Regions from separate parts of the Mus musculus genome. Here all the other regions are linked to region 2. A link is a contact called in public promoter capture Hi-C data. All regions are on one chromosome and are shown on one strand. Each heading gives the region's core, a stretch centred on a gene start, on an enhancer-like site or on the middle of the called end of the contact. The rest is flanking DNA. Distances are from core to core; before and after follow the strand shown.

The links. Promoter capture Hi-C pulls out the DNA fragments that hold promoters and counts their contacts.
Region 1: a promoter capture Hi-C map of the HPC-7 cell line shows a contact between it and region 2. The contact joins the promoter of Cxcl3 here to the promoter of Rassf6 in region 2. A contact is called at or near these places in 10 of 39 promoter capture datasets (the C10 cell line, the HPC-7 cell line, the SN4741 cell line and 6 more), 2 of 115 datasets of contacts at active chromatin or transcription factors (fetal liver and pancreatic cancer cells) and 5 of 9 other capture datasets (adipose tissue, embryonic stem cells, liver and 2 more).
Region 3: a promoter capture Hi-C map of the C10 cell line shows a contact between it and region 2. The contact joins the enhancer-like site here to the promoter of Rassf6 in region 2. A contact is called at or near these places in 9 of 39 promoter capture datasets (the C10 cell line, the HPC-7 cell line, the SN4741 cell line and 6 more), 1 of 115 datasets of contacts at active chromatin or transcription factors (pancreatic cancer cells) and 5 of 9 other capture datasets (adipose tissue, embryonic stem cells, liver and 2 more).

The regions. Positions count from the first base shown.
Region 1 is chr5:90,784,725-90,787,497 of GRCm38.p6, reverse strand. It overlaps Cxcl3 (chemokine (C-X-C motif) ligand 3), which reads right to left and starts at 1,397. Exons shown (of 4, transcript NM_203320.3): 1 at 1,249-1,397; 2 at 1,033-1,156; 3 at 831-914; 4 at 1-65. The coding sequence starts at 1,327. The coding sequence ends at 50.
Region 2 is chr5:90,639,246-90,641,945 of GRCm38.p6, reverse strand. It overlaps Rassf6 (Ras association (RalGDS/AF-6) domain family member 6), which reads left to right and starts at 1,419. Exons shown (of 11, transcript NM_028478.3): 1 at 1,419-1,559.
Region 3 is chr5:90,804,111-90,806,810 of GRCm38.p6, reverse strand. No RefSeq gene overlaps it. Among named protein-coding and RNA genes, the nearest start is that of Cxcl15, 11 kb to the right of the region's middle. Within about 2 kb of position 1,355, at least 6 of the 459 cell types and tissues checked have an H3K27ac peak or open chromatin away from gene starts, as enhancers often do. A contact at or near this core is called in adipose tissue, where this site is marked.

The DNA.
Region 1 (2,773 bases), core at 148-2,647, 150 kb before region 2:
TTAGAATGCAGGTCCTTCATCATGGTGAGGGGCTTCCTCCTTTCCCGGCTCAGCTGGACTTGCCGCTGTCGTGAGAAGTAAGATGTTTTTATTAGGTGCACAGCATCCTTCATTCTCCTGGGTTTTCTGAGGACAGCCTGCCCTAAGGACCCTGGCCTGTGATGCCTGTGCCACAGAGCAAACACCTCAGGCTTGCGGATGCTCTCCTACAGGACAGAGATGAACAGGGGACCTGGGGTCTCAAAAAACGAAAGCTGTTGAAGCAGATTGTCTGTCACACCAGGTCTCACTTAACTTATGAAGCGCTACTATTTTTTTTTATTAAGTTTCAAGATAAAATTTCCAGAAAGAAATAGATAATAAGTTTTGATTATATATAATCAAAGTTTTGATATTACACACACACACACACACACACACACACACACACACACACACACACATATATATATATATATATATATATACTGAGCCACTGCAAAATCTCTGCTTTTCCTCACTAAATATTAAAAATTAGAACCTGTTTCCAAACACCACGGACCTGCTTTTTAGAACTAACTAGGATTGGGAGGCCAAGGCAGATGAGAATGTTCTAAAAAGCAGTGCTATCTCCCTCTTATGCGATAGAAAGAGGCTCCAGGTAGGGATAAAAGATCCTGGAAAAATCCTTCAGGCACCACAGTAGGCTAATTAATTATCAAAAACAATTATTATAATTGTAAAGATAATAATCACTATTGTAGTTCTGTGACTTTCCCTGATAAGATTCTCGAGAGATAGAAGCCAGTACTCTGATGAGGGTTATCACGTGCAAACAAAGCACCACTCACCTCTTCAGTATCTTCTTGATGATTATCTGAAGCCTGGGGCCTTGGGGGTTGAGGCAAACTTCTTGACCATCCTTGAGAGTGGCTCTGCACAGAGAAGTAGGGATCGTTATTAAGGCTCGAGGTTCTGCTGGGGTGAGCTTGGGGCCGCAGGAGCATCTGGGCTATTCTGGCCATGGTAGAGGCTATCCAGGGAGACACTCACATGACTTCTGTCTGGGTGCAGTGGGGTCCTGGGGGCGTCACCGTCAAGCTCTGGATGGTCTCAAAATCAACCCTTGGTAGGGTGTTCAGGCACTGACAGCGCAGCTCACTGGCCACAACAGCCCCTGTAGGAGAAGACACCGGGTCAGAGGGGCTGGGGATGGCTGCGCCCACCTGAGGCTTCCCCAGAAACATCAGCCTCGAATCCGAATCCCACCTGTAGCCTGGTGGTTGGTGGCCAGCAGCAGCAGCAGGACCAGTGCAGCACTGAGGAGCCGGCAGGTGGGAGGGGCCATGGCGCTAGGCTGGAGTGTGGCTGGAGTCTGGAGCGCGGGAGCTGGTGCGAAGGGCTGTGGTGAGATCTGGGGCTCCAGGGCCCTGCGAACCCCTTTTATACATGATGACTGGAAGAGCCCGAGCCCGGGCTGGGGAAATTCCCCCCGCAGCTCCAGGTCCCTGTCTCAGAAGGAAGATAGGGCCCCACCCCCGGGCTCTTGATGAGTGTGTAGAGGACACACGTGTGCTACTGGTTCCCTTCCTTCGCTTCTTGCCCACTGTGGGACCCTGAGATGAGTCCTGTCTCAAATGCCCCCTTTCCTACTCCCCATTCCACCCCACCCCACCACCAAGGACAGCAAGTGTGCCTGCGCTGGAGAAACATCCTGTGGGGTGACCTTTGGTGCAGAGACTCCAAAACACCGGAGCAAGAGGGAAGAGGTTGAAGGTAGAAATCCGCCACTGGGTGGCGAGAGGCCAATAGAGAAAAATAATGAAGTGACAGTTGTGGGTGAAGGCTTTGCAGCTCAGAAAGAGCTGGGAGACCTGAGGTTTGTACCCAGTCCTCTTGTGAATACATCCTTTCTGCCTCTGTCTTTATTGTTGTTTTCGGTGAGCTTTCAAAGCTAGAAACTTAGACACCTAATAATTTGTTTGATTTGTTGTATTTTGACATTTTCACACAAACACACACACACACACACACACACACAGAGAGAGAGAGAGAGAGAGAGAGAGAGATCCTGCCTCTATGCCATAATTCCTTCCATGAAAGAAAAATAAAATCTAACGTGTGTTCTCTGGGTTTTCTTTCACTCCGATTTCTTTCTTATTCGTTGACAAAAGCTATTAGTAACTGCCTTTAAGATGGAGAGGCATACCCTAGAGCAGAGCGTTCATGTCAAGGCCATAACCTCAGCATCTGAAACTCCTGATTGTGACTGCTGCTCAGAGAACACCACCAAACAAGAACCTTGGTCAAGGGTGAGGTGGTGTGCTGGAGAGTGCGCTAGACACTAAGGCTAAGAAGGTGTGCACTGTTAAGGCTAGTATGTGTACCCCAGTACTTTTCGCCTCCCCTTTCCTTCCCTACCCATCCCCAGGGCTCCAGTTCCTCACAGGAAACACACCCAAACGGCACCAGCTACTTATGGAGGTGGAAACGTGCCATTCTCAAGCTACGGTAAGTGTGGCTGACTTTTCAAAAAAAATGATTAAAGGATTGGTTGGTTGGCTGGCTGATTGACTGACTGATTGATTGATCGATTGATTGATTGAGGCAGGATCTCTCTATCCAACCTGGCTTGAAACTTACTGTACAGTCTAGGATGACCTTGAACTTGAGGTAGAATTGCTGGGCCACCCATTCAAGCACTGGTGTTACAGGCATTACAACACCTTATTTAACAATGTTGAAAAGTTATAAATTAAAACAGTTACTCAAAGATTTACTAAAAAATTGAAAT
Region 2 (2,700 bases), core at 170-2,669:
ATAAGGAACTGCTTAAATAAATAATGCTCTATGCATATGGCATATTACAGTGCCGCTAGTTAAAATACATTGTAAGAAAAAAATTAACCCACCCTGACATATGGTAAATTGTTCACAATATCTTTTATGAGATAAAGATAAGTTATAGAAGAGCAAACTATGCAGCCACCTTCAGATATGTTCCCAGAGTAAATATGTCAGCCATGACAGTCAGCCCGCTGCTTACAATAATTTTATTCCAGAGATAGATTTGTAAATATTTTTGTTTCATTTCTGTGTTTTTGAAATTTTTCACATTGTGCATGCTATATGGCTTTACAGTCTACAGAAAAACTATACATCTACACGAGGATAAAGTATTTAAAGGGAAGGCTGCAGATAAAGGCAGAAACCCAGTGTTGCCCAGACACTGAAAACAAACAGGAGATCCGTTTGAGCACGGGCGACTGGGTGCAGCCAGGATCTGAGCAAGACATTGTAGAAGCAGAGCTGTAAACACTGCAGGTCCTGTTCTTTATCATCCAAAGGTCAGTCCACGCCAGCAACCACACACCAGTATACTGTGAGCCAACGTGGCCAAGCTAGTACAAGTGATGGCCGATACCTCTTTTGACCAATGCCTGTTAAATCTCAAAGCCCCTCACCTTTTTCAATGGCCACAGGCTAACTCGACTGTCTGACCCTTTCTGCGTGAGTTTAGAATCCTATGGAAGGCACCGTATAGACACATCAAACAAGCACTGGGGCTCTAGCGTCATTGTCAGACCTTCAGTTCAGTCAGCATTCCACCTCAGAGAACACAAGTCAAGCCTGCCTCACCTTCTCTTAAAATAATAATACGGCTACCCAAGACCCAATTTAAGTCAGGTGGTCAGGCCAGGCACATGAGCCCTGATGTTGCAAGCTGCCTGGAAGGTTCTGGCACACCCTAAGGGTGTGAGGAAAAAAAAAAAAAGTCTTGGGTGCAAAGGTGCTGGCAGAAAGCCAAGACTAAGGAAAAGAAAATTAAGAAATCACAAGCTGAAAGACAACTTAACTTTTCAAAGACAAAACGCAGAGTCCTAGCTGGAGCCGTTTATCTGCAGCACAGTTGGCTAGCAAAGATCCTGCAGCCTGTCACTGACAAAGGTCCCCACCATCAGTCCACTACTGCAGAGAGCAGGGTACCTGCTGGCCGCAAGGACAGAGTAAACACTCCCAACATGCACTGAGGCACTGGGCGTGGCTCAGGTTGCTCACACCCCCTGCGATGGGCAACCTTGTAATAATTAACTGCCGCTGGGGCTGCGAAACTCTGCCTGGAGCAGCACTGTGGGGCCAGCCATGTGTCCTCCACCCTGACTGCCTGCCTCGGCTCGGAGCAGGTGAGTGATCAGGTGAGTGACAAGGACGCCTTGTCACCCGCAGGCAGCTCCGCCTTCCCACTACTGTAAGGGACAGCTCGCCACCTCAGGCTCCGCGCTGCTTGGTCACAAGAGTCTCCTTTGCCCGGCACAAAAGCAGGTGAACTTGGAGGTTGAAGCGAAGAGCCCCGCTCAGTCCACACACAGGCACACCAGGTAGGGGTGCGGGGAGCATTTGAGAGCGGTCTAGAGAAACTGAAATCCATAGTCAGGAAGCGTAAACCCGTGCGTGCATCAGCGCAACCTGAGCCCTAGTGTGAGTTGGCCTTAAATCAGAATTTTTTTTTCAGAATACTCTCCTGGAGAAGGTAAGCGCGTGAGGGGGTTAGGACACAGTAGTGGGGAGGGGCGTTTGGAGCAGCAAGACCACCCTGCCTTCCCCTTTCCCAAAGAGCCAGCTCGTTGACTTTTACCTTAGCTGCTTCTTGTGTTTCAAGTTTGTCATACATGACTACATCGTAAAGGAAAGACCCTTTAACTTGAGGGGTCAGTTAAATGTTCCTTTCTTCAAGGTAAATCAGCTTCACTGAGAAGGGATTGAGATATAATGAAGACCTCACCAAACAATGTTAGGATGACCGTAATCACAAGGGCATCTGTGAGTTAGCATCCAGATTCTGAAGCTGGAGAGTCATAGGATCAAGCCTTGTGTCTGCTACTTACTAGTTTGTCACTTTGAACGTTACTTCCCATATCTAAGCCTCATAAGTCTGGCATCTATAAAACAAACATGATACCATGTGTCTCAGGGCACTTTAGTGGGGATTAAACAGGTGGCAGTTCTTCCACAAACGGCATCGCATCGTATGTCACCGCCCACAAATCTACAGATCTGTAAAATGGGTGTGACGGGGAGGACAAACTGACCTGAGCTGGACAGACAACACCAGACCCTGAGGATGCTGGAAGAGGAACAGTGCTTGTGAGACTGACCTGGTGACCATGGGCGAGCAGCAGCAGCTCTGTAGTGGTAAAACTGCCTGGCTTCTCCTCACTTCCAAGTGTTTAGCCTACCTGAAGGCCAGTTTAAACTTAAATGTTATCCACTTTTATTTTGTGAAAGTGGTGTTTATTTCTGAGGAAATAAAAAGCATCTGTAGTGAGAAAATTACTATCTATTTTATGCTGTAAAGCCCTGGCCTTTATGCTTCACATGAAAGACTGCATTTGAATGACTTTCATCAAATTAGACTATCTGGGCTAAGCCCTTCTGTTGTAACACATATTGAATGGTTTACAGTCAAATGATGGTGACTTTCTTTATATGCTAACAGTCTGGTGCTCATGCTTTGTCGGG
Region 3 (2,700 bases), core at 106-2,605, 160 kb before region 2:
CAATAAGATATGAATGAGTGTGTTTTTCTTAGATGTGGACAAGTTGATCCCAATGATCCTGATGGAGGCTCTTAAGGAGTCAGACATCATCTGGGAGAAACACATCTGCGAATTAAACTCTCACAGAAGGTGAGTAGATGCTGAAGGGAGTATTGAGAGCCAATATTAGGGGAAGGAGGATATGAAGGAAGTTGGGAGGAAATGGTAAAAACCTCTAACAAAGATGAAGTCAAACATCTTCTGCTTCCTTGTAGCAAAGGACACTGCAACTGGGCCAGCCAGACACTGGGACTTGGAAAATGAGTCTTGAAATCAGAAAGTGCTATGTGTATAAGATGGGGATTAAAATCCAATGATTTAGCTATACTAAATGCATGGCTCTCTTTGTTATAAATAAAATTAAATAAAACTGGCAAGTGCATGGTGAATAAGTCTATTATACAGGAATATGTTTATTCTCATCAGTATACATATCCATTCCAGAGACATGAGCCAATAATCAATGGGAAAATTTCCAAGGAAACAGTGACTGCAGATACATGGAAAGAAGCCCAACATAACTCATGAAGAATACAGACTCAATGAGTTCATAGATGTCAGTCAGGAGCCTGGCAGAGCTGCAAGTTAGATGCACAGCCCCATCAAAGGGATGCTGGGAAATGCATTTCCATGGGCCAGTAGAGGGATTTTGAGCTATGAGAGACTCTTTGGAAAAGGTTGGGAAATCTTTACCAAATCTAAAACCTCCATGGATTCTCAGAATAGACACTCCTGCTTGTGAAGTTAGCTTACAGATACAGTTGCACTGGTGTACAAGTAAATTAATGTATGAATATTCACCAAAGTCTGGATCGACCCATGTGTCTGTGACTATGGGCTAGCTAGGGCACAGAATGCCTGAGGTACAATGCTATGTAATTATGTCCTGTGCTGAGAAAATGAATGAGTAAGTAAATAAGTGTGTAATGCTGGTGCATGAAAGACCATTATGGGGAGATATATACAATAAAACTGACTAAAGCCATTTCTAGGCAAGGAAACCAAATAATTGAGGGATCATGGATAGGAGAAATTTTATTTTATCTCTAGTTTTATTTTTTTTTAACAATGTTTACAGTTCTAAGCTAAAACGCCTCCCTACATACATATGTTTTGAATGGTTGTCACCTGGCTGATGGAGTAATTAGGGGAGACGTGAGGCCTTCAGTAATGGGGTCTGGCTGGGGTGAGGTCACTAGGGGTGGGCCTTTGAGGGCTAGGACTTGGATCCTGGTTCAGACAAGTCTGTCTTTTCTGCTCTGCCACAATGTAACTGTCTTTGCCACACCCTCCTCTCTCCACAAGCCAAGCACTCTGCCCTGATTTCGTGACAGAACGCATCACAATAATCTCAAACAGGCATAAAGGATGTATTGCCCCACTCTGGTTGTTTCTTCCAAGTATTTTCATGGCAAAAATGCAAAAGTAACTAATACAGACTGCATAGCCCCTGAACTGCTTGAACTTTTACTATGAACATGTTTTTCCCAATAAATATATTTATATATGATATATGTATTTATATATGATATACATATATCAACTGTTTGTGGAATAAATGTTCTTCTTACTTTAAATGTGTTTGATAGTTTTCATCATTTTCTCCCCCTCTCTCTACCACTCCCATGTGCCATCCCCAACACCATCTCAAACTCATGAGTTCTTCATTATTGTCATTACTTATTGTTACAAGGGGAAGATGAAAATCCAAGTCTACCATGAAAAGAATTTGACTACATTGTAATAACGTATTTCTCTCATTGGCACTAGAAAGAAATCACAGGCAGTAGGCACAGTCCAGACTGAAACTGTGTTAGTTGACATTCTTCTGCAGGAGACTGGCAAGGGACAACAGTCAGGATGTCTTGGTCAGCATGAGGAATAATGACTAGAAGAAGTATTCCTATGTCACCCACACAGAGGGTCTCCTTTTGCCAGTTTTATGTCTTATGTCTCACAGAGGGTGGGTGTTATCAGGATGGGCCTTACCTTGCCTTGGTCACTGAAAGGGAAACAGAGAGTTACTTGCAGATAAGGATTAAAATTCCTGGCTTCCTGCCTTGGTTCTGTTACTAGCTGCTGGGTTTATGATCTTTGGCATGATATGTAGACATTGTTGATATAAAAGCTTTCTTTACAAAATGTGGTTAAATATGAAACAACTGGAATTCACAGTTTTTGTAGATGAAGTTCAGATACCTTGGACTTGAGGGCTGTGAGAAAGCACTCTGGTGTTGATGATTCCCAAACTCCAGAGTCATCGAATGAAGGTCAGGGAAAGGGGAACTGATCTGAGAGGTTCCAGTGTGGAATGGGGAGTGAGCTCTTAGAAAAGAAAATTGATAACTTCTAGGGAACAAATGGTGAACACTTCTTCTGTGATCTTGTCAGTCACATCAATAAGGTAGATTTTAATTCTGACATTTTTACAGAAGTCAGATGTGGAAGTCACCTGTCTGAAATTACTTATATTGAAAATAACAGGACGAGAGCTTATCTGCTTCAAACCATTTTAACTACTAATTTTTACCAGTTCTTCCATTAACTCATTAAGACCAGTTGATGGGTAAAATTGTAAGAGAGATAGATTTCTTTCAGTAAGTTTAGCAGGTTACATTTTGGGAAAAAAAAAAAACAGTCCAAGAGTTGAGAGAAATGAAG